3 separate regions of the Sus scrofa genome follow, and regions 1 and 2 are each linked to region 3. A link is a contact called in public Hi-C and HiChIP or PLAC-seq data. All regions are on one chromosome and are shown on one strand. The core of a region is the stretch at or near the end of the contact, and the rest is flanking DNA. Distances in the headings are between cores, read along the strand shown.

The links. A called contact is a pair of places that touch in the nucleus more often than the background predicts. HiChIP or PLAC-seq counts read pairs in DNA pulled down with a chosen protein or histone mark.
Region 1: an H3K27ac HiChIP or PLAC-seq map of alveolar macrophages shows a contact between it and region 3. The contact joins the promoter of C14H10orf105 here to the promoter of SLC29A3 in region 3.
Region 2: a contact with region 3 is called in a Hi-C map of retroperitoneal adipose tissue, with 1.6 times the contacts expected there. The contact joins the enhancer-like site here to the promoter of SLC29A3 in region 3. A contact is called at or near these places in 9 of 47 Hi-C or Micro-C datasets (alveolar macrophages, embryonic fibroblasts, heart right ventricle and 4 more) and 1 of 2 datasets of contacts at active chromatin or transcription factors (alveolar macrophages).

Annotation. Positions count from the first base shown.
Region 1 is chr14:74,637,203-74,641,143 of Sscrofa11.1, forward strand. C14H10orf105 reads right to left here and starts at 1,978. Exons shown (of 2, transcript XM_021072664.1): 1 at 490-1,978. CDH23 (cadherin-23) reads left to right here. Exons shown (of 69, transcript XM_021072657.1): 29 at 3,723-3,783.
Region 2 is chr14:74,501,034-74,504,722 of Sscrofa11.1, forward strand. The region is part of intron 9 of CDH23 (cadherin-23); the gene reads left to right. Among named protein-coding and RNA genes, the nearest start is that of C14H10orf105, 140 kb to the right of the region's middle. Within about 2 kb of position 2,033, at least 14 of the 83 cell types and tissues checked have an H3K27ac peak or open chromatin away from gene starts, as enhancers often do. A contact at or near this core is called in retroperitoneal adipose tissue, skeletal muscle and subcutaneous adipose tissue, where this site is marked.
Region 3 is chr14:74,220,498-74,224,596 of Sscrofa11.1, forward strand. SLC29A3 (equilibrative nucleoside transporter 3) reads left to right here and starts at 2,491. Exons shown (of 7, transcript XR_002338422.1): 1 at 2,491-2,674.

The DNA.
Region 1 (3,941 bases), core at 728-3,227, 420 kb after region 3:
GCAAGACATCCAAAGTACTTGAAAACCTCAAGCCATCCTCCCTGGGATGCACAGCAAAGCCAGCCGCCAGGGCCCCTTGATCCCCCCTCTGACCAGCCGACAGGAGCCAGCTGGCTCTAGGGAAAGGCCACCGTCAGACCAAGGCTAGGAATGATCTTGACAGCAGCCGAAGTTCTCCCTGTCCGCTGGAGCCCAAGCCCTTCGGCAGGCCCTGCTCTAAACATATCTCTGCAGGCTCAGTCTAGAACCTTCTTTCTTCATTCACCGCTCCATAGAGCAGGGCCTGTTGTGAGCAGAGGGGACTGACCTCAGCCCTTCTTTCTGTGTGGCCTCAACCTAAGCCCTGGTTCCCCGCCCCCCGCCACCCCAGGCCTTGTTTCCACGCTCCACAAAGGCAGAGGGATCCCCCAAGCCTGAGCACACCTCATATCCTCCCCAGCATACCCCAGCAAGGGTGTGGTCCCCTTCCTACAGTCCCCCAGCACTGACCTCCGAGCCAGCCCTCAGCAGTCCCCAGCTGGGTGGAGAGGTCTTCTTGGCTGTCCACGGGAGGCCCCAGAAGCACCGGGTGTCCCTGGAACCCCAGCCTGCCCTGGGCTCTGCCTTGCCCTGTGCCCTCCGTCAGCCAGGCAGAGTGGCCTTTGCCCTCGCTCTCCAGCCAGACCCAGCTTTGTCTGGAAGGGTTTGGGCCCTGCCTTGGGAGAGGAGGCAGCCAGGAGGGTAGGGATGGCAACTGGGCTGGGAAGAGAGAGAGGCGAGCCTTGCAGAGGAGTGGGGAGCTCCTGAGCCTTCCCACGGGGCCTCACTCCAGCCTGTTTCCTTGGCGCCTTCTGCTGGGCTGGGGCACTGTGGGGGGACGCAGGGGGAGGGTTTCGCTGCCTCTATACCCAGGCCTCTCACCTTCCCCTGCTGGACCTTTGAATGGTATGGTCGAGGGGCAACCGGCGGGGTTGCTATTCAGTGCCTGCCAGCCTCCAGGTTACCGGGGAGAGGGGCTACAAGCCACGCAGCGGGAGGGGAACAGGCAGAGAGATGGGCCCTGGCAGCCCCCAGACCCCCCCTCCCCTCCCCTCCAGGCCTCTCCCTCAGCTTCCCAGAAAAGCACCTTCCCTTTGAGAGTGTCTGGCTGCAGAGCTGAGGGAGAGAGGCGTTTTCAAAGGCCAGAGAGATCACAGGGCAGAAAGCACAGGACTGAGAGACTCCTTGGACTGTGCTCCTTGTAGTTTGGGTGGGCCCTTGGAGACCCTCCAGACAGTGGCTCTCTGCACACACAGACACACACACACCCCTCCCCCAGCCTCCTTTCTTCCCAGAAGCCAAGGCTTCCCTGGCAACCAGCTGTCTGCTTAAGAGCCTAAGTCTTAAGCAGCTTTCTCATCAAGGACCCCAAGCTCCCAGAAATAGAACACAGGTGGAAAAGGGTCGTGGCTCTGCCCAAGACCTGAGCCTGGGGTCCACCCGCTTTTGTGGAGCCCTAGTTTTTGGTATTTAGCTCCTCCCTCCTGCCCTCAGCCCTTGACAGCAAAAGAAGCATCCTTTGCATGGCCCCAAAGGGACAGGAGCCTTCCTAGGATTGTCAGGACTGAGGGGTCATCTCATCCAGCCCCTGGTCTCGCAGAGAGTGAAACGAGGTCCAGAGAGGTGTGACCTGGCCAGGGTCACCCAGCAAGTTAGTGATGGGGGATTTAGTGCTTCCCCCAAAAAGGGTGGGCTGGCATGGGCAGCAGGCATCGGGTGCTGAACAGCACCAGCCTAAAGGGGTTCCCAGTGCCCAGAGCTCCCTCTGGGATTCCTGCCTCTTACTTCCCACCCTTCAGTGAACCTTTCTTTCCTTCACTTTCTCTTCCCAAGCTGACTGCACACCTCATAGGTGGGCTCCATTTTTCTGAGATGGCAGGAAGCAAAACCCCCATTGTGGCTTAGTGGCAATGAACCAGATTAGTATCCATGAGGATGCAGGTTCGATCCCGGGCCTCGCTCAGTGGGTTAAGGACCCTGTGTTGCCGTGAGCTGTGGTGTAGGTCACAGACAGAGCTCAGATTCAGCATTGCTGTGGCTGTGGCATAGGCTGGCAGCTGCAGCTCTGATTCAGCCTCTAGCCTGGGAACTTCCATGTGCTGTAGGTGCGGCCCTAAAAAGCAAAAAAAAAAAAAAAAAAAAACCCTCCCAGGGTAGTGCTGGCTGCAGGCTGCCAGGGGAGGGAGACATATCCAGGAAGTCCATCATTGATGGAGATACTCAAGGGGCATCCACTGGACAGCTTGGCCCTCTCCCCTGTCCTGATGCCTTCCAGACCCGGACTGTTGAACCTACCCCACTCCACCCCTCCACTTTCTAGCTCTTAAGACTTCTTATGGGAGGGAAGAAGAGCTCCACAGCAAGGGCTCCAATAGACATCAAGGCCCCAACTCCAATAGACATCAAGAGGGCCTCCCAGGAAAAGGTGGCATATCTCATAATATCCAACCTCCAACATCTATCTCTGCACCAGGCACCAGACAAGATGCTTTGCAGAGACTATTTTCAACCTTCCCATAAACACTGCAGTGTTGGGGATCACAGTACCTAAGGGCTCAGGGGGCTTACGTATCCACGGCCGCAAAGCCAGTGACAAAGCCAGGACTCATGCCTGATCCAGATCTCCCGTTCCTCTACACCAACATACTTCCCCTCCTTCCCACCATCAACACACTTTTCAAAATCCTTAGATACACTTATACCATGGAGTTGAAGTGATTGGCGGAGACAAGAAGGCAAATCCATCCTGCTGTGGCACAGGCCGACAGCTGCAGCTCCGATTAGACCCCTGGCCTGGGAACTTTCATATGCTGTGGGTGCAGCCCTAAAAAGAAGGGGAAAAAGGGCAAATCCAGAATACGTGGGAGGGTCCCGGGCGTAATGAAGTAAGTCACAGGTGCCATGGCCTCGTGAGAGCCTTTCCAGTGATGCAGGCCTGGGCCTCTTTCCGCATCGGCTTGCAGCATGATCTCCACTCCTTTCCAGTATCTGGTGAGTAAAGGAGTATTCAGGGCTCAGCTTGAAAGGACACATCACAGGGCCGGCTGTGGCTCTGCTCAGACTCTGTAAAAAGGGCTAAGCACCTGGCAGTGTCAGAGCAAGAACAACACACCCCCAAGTCCCACCAAAGGCTGAAGCTGGAACGGCACTGGAGTGGTTGTGTGTGAATGGACATGGACCATCCTTGGGTTCTGGGGTTTCTGGATTTCCACAAACAGGCTGTTAACAGTGTTCAGTGCCTGGCTGGGAGCCACTGTGGCCAGAATAGCTTCAGACCAAGGAAGTGTGGACAAGAAACAGCCATGCCATCCAGCCACCCGGGGCGAGGCTCCTGGAATGTCCTGACACTGAAAGAAGGAACTGTGGAGGAATGGGCTGAGCTGGTCAGGCCTGGACCCAGAGAGCTGCAGTGCCATCCCCCACCTTCTCCCCCATGCTCCCCAAGAACCTGGAGGAGGGTCAGGGAGCAGAGTGGGCAAGTGCTCCAGCACAGACAGGTCAGCACGGGGCCGTCCACAGTCACATGTCCTCATGGGGGATGAGAAAGACAGGCGTGTCCCTCTCCCACACCCCCAGCCTTGTGGGAAGCCTCGTTGAGCAAAACAAGCTGAGAGTGGCGCGAGGGAAGAGGAGGGGCTCCACAGATACGTTCTCTGCCAGTGGGTGGAATTTGAGGAGTAACTGCATGTCTCGTTCTCCCTCAGCTAAAAGCCACAGACGCAGATGAGGGCGAGTTTGGACGTGTGTGGTACCGCATCCTTCATGGTGAGTAGGCTGCCCTGGGATTGGGCCAGCCCCCCTGCCCTGGAGGTAGCAGAGCTTCTCTAGGCTGCCAAGAGTCTGGGAGGTGGGGCCAAGGAAGCCCCAAGTGTTGTACACACGGGTGGGTCAGAGGAAGGAAATGGGAATATTCTCCAATCATT
Region 2 (3,689 bases), core at 783-3,282, 280 kb after region 3:
TAATCCCAGCACACTCTGGCAGATTTATGGAGATCGCCTCTGTCCCAGGAACTCTGCCTCATCATCTTTCATTTCCCAGGCAAAGCAAGTGACTTGTTATATCACAGGCCCCACGCCAATAGGAATTTCATTTTGGGGTGTTCTCCAGGTGGAGGGAGATTGATAACGCGGGCCTGGGAAAGAGCTTAGCGTGGTGCTGGGGTCGGTGGTGGGGGCAGGGGAGCAGAAGAGGCACCATCGTGCCTTCACCTTGCCCTTGCCGTCTCTCTCCCAACACTGGGGGCCCAGCTTCATGGGGCTCACCTGTCACAGGCTGTAGGGACCCAGCTAGCATCCAGTCCAACTGTCCCAAGTCGCAGATGAGAAAACCAAGGCACCGAGCAGTGAGGACTTGCTGTTTCAGCTACTCTGCCCCAGCTCTGTGTCCTCATTACTCCCCATCTCCCCTCTCCCCACCTGCTCTGCCCTGCAGCTGCCACAGGTGCAGGAAGCTGTCAAGGTCCATTCCTGAGAGGGTGGGAGACTCCTCAAAACCCCCATGGTAGCCCTTGGAGCTTGCCTCCCAAGGGGGCTTTTATGGTGGGGAAGGGGGTGGAAGTCGGTGGGTCTGGCAGCTCACCCCCCACACAAAGAGGGGTCAGGAGAGCAAGAAAGGGAGCCTGGTCCTGAGGTCAGGGTAGTAGCTTCTGGTCTATTGGCTCCACCTCTGGCTTGCCAGGCAATGTAGAGGTCCTTGTCCCTCTTTGTAACACAAAGAATTTGGGCTAATTTAATTATTCATAAGTGTTTATCCAGTGCCTCTCATGTATCAGCTTCTGGGGACACAGCCATAAATAAAACAGACAAAGCTGTTGCCCTCACAGATCTTATAGTTTAGTGAGAAAGCAAATAAACAATCAAAAAGATCAATGTATGAGATAATTTTAGAGAGTAACAAGGGCTTACGAGAAGATAAAACAGGGGATGGGGGTGTGATGGAAAACGGAACTACAAAGGTGGTTGAGGGAGGCCTCTTTGTTAGGGTGACATTTGAGAGGGGCCTGAGCAATAGTGGAGGAGAAGCTATGTGGTGCTATGGGGGAAAAGGGTTCCAGGCAGAGGAAAGAGCATGTGCAAAGGCACTGAGGCAGCCATGGGCTGGGTATATTTAAGAAACAGACAATTAGGCGTTCCCGTCATGGCTCAGAGGAAACAAATCTGACTAGCATCCATGAGGACGTGGGTTCGATCCCTGGCCTCATTCAGTGTGTTAAGGATCTGGCATTGCCGTGGGCTTTGGAGTAGGTCATAGACACAGCTCGGATCCTGCGTTGCTGTGGCTGTGGTCTAAGCCAGTGGCTACAGCTCCGATTTGACCCCTAGCCTGGGAACCTCCATATGCCTCGGCAATGGCCCTGAAAAGAAAAAAAAAAGAAAAAAGAAAAAGAAAAGAAACAGACAATTGGAAAAAGAGGTTCCATAAGGCTTGAGTGTGGTGGGAAGTAGAGGATTAGGAGGAGGAAGTGAGATCAGAGAGCTGGATGGGGGCTGATCATTTAGGGGCTTGCAAACCAGGATGAGGAGGTGGGGTTATTCCATTTGCTCTGGGAAAAACTCTGCAATGGAGTAACTTGATCTGCATCAGTCTTTTTTGAAAGATCTGCTGGGTGGAGAATGGGCTGGAGAAGGGGGCAAGAGAAGAACCAGGGGGACAGACCAGCTAGAAGGCCACTGTGTGACCAGATGAAAGATAACCTGCAAGGTTCCCCATGCGAACCATCTCGGCTGCATCCGTTTGTCTGTCCAGCCACTCACAGCTCTTCCGTACCATCCCAGCTGCTTGAGTGGCCTTTCTCTTTCAGGAGGGCCTGGTCATTGTCCTGAGCCCCCCCCGGGGGGGGCCTTGCCTGCTGTTCCCTGCCCTAGCTCATCCTTCCTGCGTCTCCCCACAGCCCTCAAGACAAAGTTCTCTCATAGGTCTGCCTCAGAGCCAGCATGCCCGCACACCCCGCTGCATCCATGCTCCAGCTCCACCTCTCCCTCAGAGCAGATGGGCAGGCTGCAGACACCCCAGAAGTGAAGGGAGGGCCTGCTCACCGCCCCGAGGGTGGGGGACAGCGTGGTAGTGAGCAGGGCCACCCTCGCCAACTTGGCAGCCCCTCGGCCACCGGAACCCAGCCTGGCGGGGCTGGCTCCTTTCTGAGGCTCACACCCAGCTCTCGGTAATTAAAGCCATAAGTCATCTTCCGACGGGGGGAGCTGCAGGCTGGGGCTGCCACAGCTGGCATTGCTGGGGGCTTAGTGCTGGGAGGGAGAGTGGGCACATCTGGGCAGAGGTTGGAGGGGGCCGAAGATCAAAGACAGCCCTCTGTTCTGGCCTAGGTTGAAGGGTGTTTGGGCTCTGCGGCTCTGCTAGGTGCCAGGGGCAGTGCCAGAAGCTTCCTCCACTAACAAAGGGTTCACTTCCTCTTCTCCATTGAGCACTGAGAGTCTCGTGCTTGCAAAATAGTCCCCAAAGATGCCATCTGTTTGCATCAGGATCCTTTGCCCGCCCCCACACACACACTCAGAGCCTGGAGTGGGGGTGCTAAAGGGTGCCCATCCCTTCAGCTGTGCTGGGAGCTTCCCAGAGAAACAGCTGTCCTGCCAAGAGAGTAGGGGTCTTTAGCCCAGGCCAGTCCCTATAGCTGAGAAGGACCCCAGGCCATGCATCCCAAGCTTGGCCCAGTAGGAAATACCCTGAGCTCTGACCTAGGGCCCCTCTCTTTCAATAAAGTGGTCAGAGACTTTGGGGAGATTTTGGTCCCTGACCCGCCTCGTTGACCAAAAAGACAAGGAGATTTCTCTTTTCCTGTTTCTTGCTTGCTCAGCAGAAGTTCCTGCCTGTCTGAGCCAAGGGGACAGAAGTGTCTCAGGACACCCCTCCCTGTCTGGTTGGGCTTGCTCATCAAGCATTCTGAATGCCCACTTGGTGTGGGGCACCGGGCCAGGGCGCACGGGGACATAATGTTTCATTTGGGGCTGCTGCTTGAGCTGGGAGGATGAGAGCATTCTGGAAGCCAGGCTGCCAGGACAAGATGGTCACTCACCCCACCCCACCCCACCCCACTCCCACTCCCCCCCACACACACACCCCAGTCCAAGGCCCTGGCCTTCCTCAGAGAAGCAGGGCCAGGATCACTAGCAAGTGTGTAAAAGATTAAATATCTAGAAAAGTACAGAAACTGACATAGCATAACCTCATGTATTCACCACCCAGATAACATTTGTAGATATTTTACTGTTTTTCCTTCTGATCTTTTTGTTCCTGTTTAAGAAATGGAACTTGGCAGGTATTATTAAAGGCACCTTTTCTTTCATTTTCAGTGACCTCGGAGGCTTAGTCTCTGAGAACTGAGTGGAAAGGGTTAATGCCACTAACCCTAATGTCAGCCTCAGAAGGGGGCCCGGACTTGCATGTGGTCTGTCTTAGGTGACATTAAAGAATCATCAGCTTTGTTTTGTGTGACAATGACATGTTTGGCCACATTTAAGAAAACCTTATCAGAGATGTATACAGTATTGAAAGATGAACTGGAATTTGCTCTAATAACTTCAGGGGAACAGTAGTGTCAATGTGGGGGTGAGTTTCAAAAAAGCAAGATTGGTAAAATGTTGCTAATTTTTGAGTCTGGGTGATGGGCACACAAGGCTTCCTTGTGTTCTTCTCT
Region 3 (4,099 bases), core at 1,241-3,740:
GGCTAGGGGTCCAAACGGAGCCGTAGCCCCTGGCCTACACCAGAGCCACAGCAATGCGGGATCCGAGCCACGTCTGTGACCCACAGCACAGCTCGCAGCAATGCCGGATCCTTAACCCACTGAGCAAGGCCATGGATGGAACCCGCAACCTCATGGTTCCTTGTCGGATTCATTAACCAGGGAGCCACGACGGGAACTCCCCTCCTGTGCTTTTCAATGGACCACCTGCATCCTAAAGATTCAGATCCAAGGTCACCTCTTCTGAGAAGCCCTGTCCCTCCATCCCACTCCCCACCCTACCTACCTCCAGGCTCTTTGGAGGGGCTGCATGATGGAACAGAAAACAGGTGACAACTTTAGAGTCAGACACACCTGGGAGCAAACACAGGCTCCACCATCTGTGAGCTTCGGCCAGCTACTTAATTTAACAAATCTTGGACTTGTGCCCTTTAAAACAGGTCTAACAGGATGCGAGGTGGCAGTGGGGGTGGGCAAGCACCCAGACCCTGTGGACTCCCTTGCCTGCCTACCTGATGCCCCACTGCATCCTGCACATGGGCTGGAGGGCTTCCCAAGTCTTCTGTCCTGGGTGGCCTGTCCTGCCCCCCTCAGGGAAGGCGCAAATTCCTCTGAAGCAAGACCCCAGCCCTTTGCGCCTTTGGGTCTCTGCGCTGCTTTTACTCTCAGCATTTCTGACACCAAATGTTGTGGTGTTTTGTTGTTGTTTTAGTACAAACAACAAATTCTCCAACTCTCTGGCCACCAGCTGAGTGTCTCGCAATTCAATTGAATTCTGATTACTAACTACCTCTAACTAGCCACAGACTCCTCAGGTTGAGGGCTGTCCCACAAGACTCCAGTTGCAAGTACGGGGTACCCACGGTGCCCAAACTTCTGTCCAACAAAATGAGGGGTTCCCACACACCCCCTTCAGTTTCAATAATTTGCTATGAGGGCTTACAGAGCTCAGGAAAACACTTAACTTACTATCATTGGTTTATTATAAAGGATACAAATGCACTGGGTACAGAGTGTGGAGCAACCATGCGGTTGGGGTGGGCAGGTGGAGGGTTCACCTACCCAGAAGCTCTCTGAACCCCATCATTTAGTGGTTTTTATGGAGGTTAATTATGTAGGCAGCATTAATTAACTCATTGGTCGTGGGTGATTATCTCCAGCCCTTCTCCCCTCCCCAGAGGTGGGGTGTGGAGCTGAGAGTTCCAACCCTCCAATCCCAGGGCAGGTTCCTCCTGTGCCACTAGCCCTCACCTGGAAGCCATCTGCTGCCCATGAGCCCACCTCATGAGCATAAACTCAGGTGCGGTTGAAAGGTGCTTGTGAGGAAGAATAAAAGACTCTCCTATCACTCCCATCCCTCAGGAATGGGTTTGAGAAACAGTTGTTTTAGAAACCAGGGAAAAGACCAACTATGTATTCTGATTCTAACACATCACAGGGCCCATTGCAGGGCCTGGCAGGGAGCAGGTCGCTTAATGAAAGAAGTACAGGATTCTGTGAGCCTCATCGTGAAATAGAGCTGCCACTTCACCTGGCCCTGTTAGCATCCAGCACTGAGCCCACCCCTGTGGGGTGGGGCATCTCAGCAGGATTTTTGGTTTTTTTGCTTTTTTTTTAGGGCTGCACCGGTGGCTTGTGGACTTTCTCAGGCTAGGGCTCGAATGGGACCTGCAGCTGCGGCTTACACCACAGCCAGATCTGAGCCGCATCTGTGACCTACACCGAAGCTTGGGGCAACACCAGATCCTTAACCTGCTGGCGAGGCCAGGCATCGATCCACGTCCTCATGGATACTAGTCAGGTTCTTAATCCGCTGAGCCACAACCAGAACTTCCTCAGCAGGAGTTTTAGAACCAGACAGACCTGGTGTTGCATCCCAGCTCCACCTGGGCTTCCCACAGACCCAGTTTTCTCAGGTCTGTAATAGGGGCACAATACAACTGCCCAACCTCAAGGCGTGTGAGGTTAATGAGACAGGGGATGTCAGGAGCACAGCAGAGAGCCTGGGCCTGTAATTCAGACAGGAAGGTCTGGAGGCTGGTAGGAGGGCCTGGTGGGGCAGGGGTGGTCCTGAGGACCGCCTGCTGCCCGCTCATCTACGCCCTAGCCTCAGCCACCCCCTAGCCTCAGCCAGACAGTGAGCCACTAGGAGGCAGTAGCCTGGCAAGGCTGGCACACAGAAGGATCCCTGAGGCGGCGCGGGGCAGGGGTACGGGAACAACAGGGGATCAAGAAGGAGGGTGTAAGATTGCAGGAGCCTGGAAGCGTGTGGAGAGCTCTTCGGTGTTCTGGGGAGCAGGGCTATGGGAGCTGAAAAGGAGGGCTGTCAGGGTCGGGCTCACGGTGGAGAAGCCGCGGCGGCAGCACCGGGAGCCCGGTGACCGCGCAATCGCCCGCCCGCCTGGGCAGTGCACCTGGTGGCCCGGCGCCTCACTCTCTCTACCCGTGAGATGGGCGCGTGCCTGCAGCCCGGCGCCGGCGCCGCAGCGCATGGAGCAGCTAAACCAAAGAGCCTGGCAAACCCGGAAGTGCCTGCGGGCGGAGGCGGGCAGGGGCGGGGCCGGGGGCGGAGCCCGGCCTGCGGCGCCGCGGAGCCGGGAGTCACAGTGGCCGCGGCGGCCCGGGAGGCAGTATCGGTGGCGGCACGGCGGCGACAGTAAGTGCGGGCCGGCTCTTGGGCGCGGGCCTGGCCGGCGCCCAGCTCTTCAGGCTCCCAGTCGCTCCCCGGGCTCGCGCTTTCGGCGGCTTCCCGCCACGGCCCTCCTGCCAGGGCTCCACCGGAGCCTCAGGACCCCGGCTTCTTCTCGCTGCGACCCCCTCCACAGCGTCCCTCCTCCTCCTCTCTGCTCTTTTCTTTCCCCACTCGCCTCTTCCTTCCCCTCTCTCTAGGTTTCCACCTTCTTTCTTCCCGGATTCTCGCCTCTCCTCCTTGTGGATTTCCTGAAACTGGATGTGGGGGACCTGGGTGGGACAAATCAGCCCAAAGCATTCATAAGGTCCCATTTGTCCAAAGTGGGGAGCCGGAGGCAGAGGATGTCGGCAGCCTCAAGGAGGATTCAGCCCTGGCCCTGCGTGTTGCTCTGTGTTTCCAAGCCATGTTTTCCTATAGGTTGTTTCACCTACCCACCTGCCCCCATTTCACAGGTGAGGAAATTGAGGCACAGAGACAGATTGACTTAGCCAGAATCAAACTTCCTGGGAATCAGTGCCCAAGCCCAAAGGATGGCCTGCGGTGGCGCCAGGCCCCTTGAGTTTCTGCTGCTTTGTGCACCTGCTGCCCTTTGCCTCTGGTCACCCAGGAAGGGAGCAGCGCTGAGCCAAGCCAGCTCTTGCAGGTGCCTGAGGAACACACTGAAGGCCACAGCCTGTGTCCTGGGGACACAGTGACTGTCCCTTTTCTTTTCTTTTCTTTTTTCTTTGTAATCCAAAAGCCAGCAGCTAGCTTTCATAAAGAGTAATAAGACTTTGCTCACTCCAGTGCCCTGGCCTGTGACCTGGGTAGAGAAAATTCCTGGCTCCTTGAGAAGCTTGGTCAAGGCTGAATGGTCCTGGACAAATAGACACCTGGAGCTGAGAATGAACTCCAGCTGAGTGTGGCCTGAGTGACTGAGCCGTTGGCCCCTGCCCCCAACCCCTGGAGCTGGAGAATCTGGAAAGAACCACTTGCCCTTTGTCTGGCATCCTTCACGGGTCATAATTTTTACATTTTTTTAAACACTAATTTAGAAGTGATGTGTGTGGCCACACTGGTTAGTTTGTTAGTGCTGAGCTCCCTGTGAATCGAAGCTGGGAAAGGGCTCTGCTCAGCCAGGGGAATTTAAAATAGACTTGCTGACTCGGATGCTCTGGGCATCCGGCAGCCTCCTGCCTGCCTCCTGCAGGGTACATGCACCCCCAGTAGGAAAAAACATCCTGGCCGCACAGTCTCTTCATTCAGCAAATACTGATGAGAGTGCCTCGTGCTGCTGCTTTCGCCTCTGCTCCCAGCTCACCGGCCAGGAGGCTTTCCAGAAAGTCTATAACTGGAGCCAGCAGGCAAGGTTGCACATTGCCAGCCACCCTCCTCCCAGGGAAGCAAGGG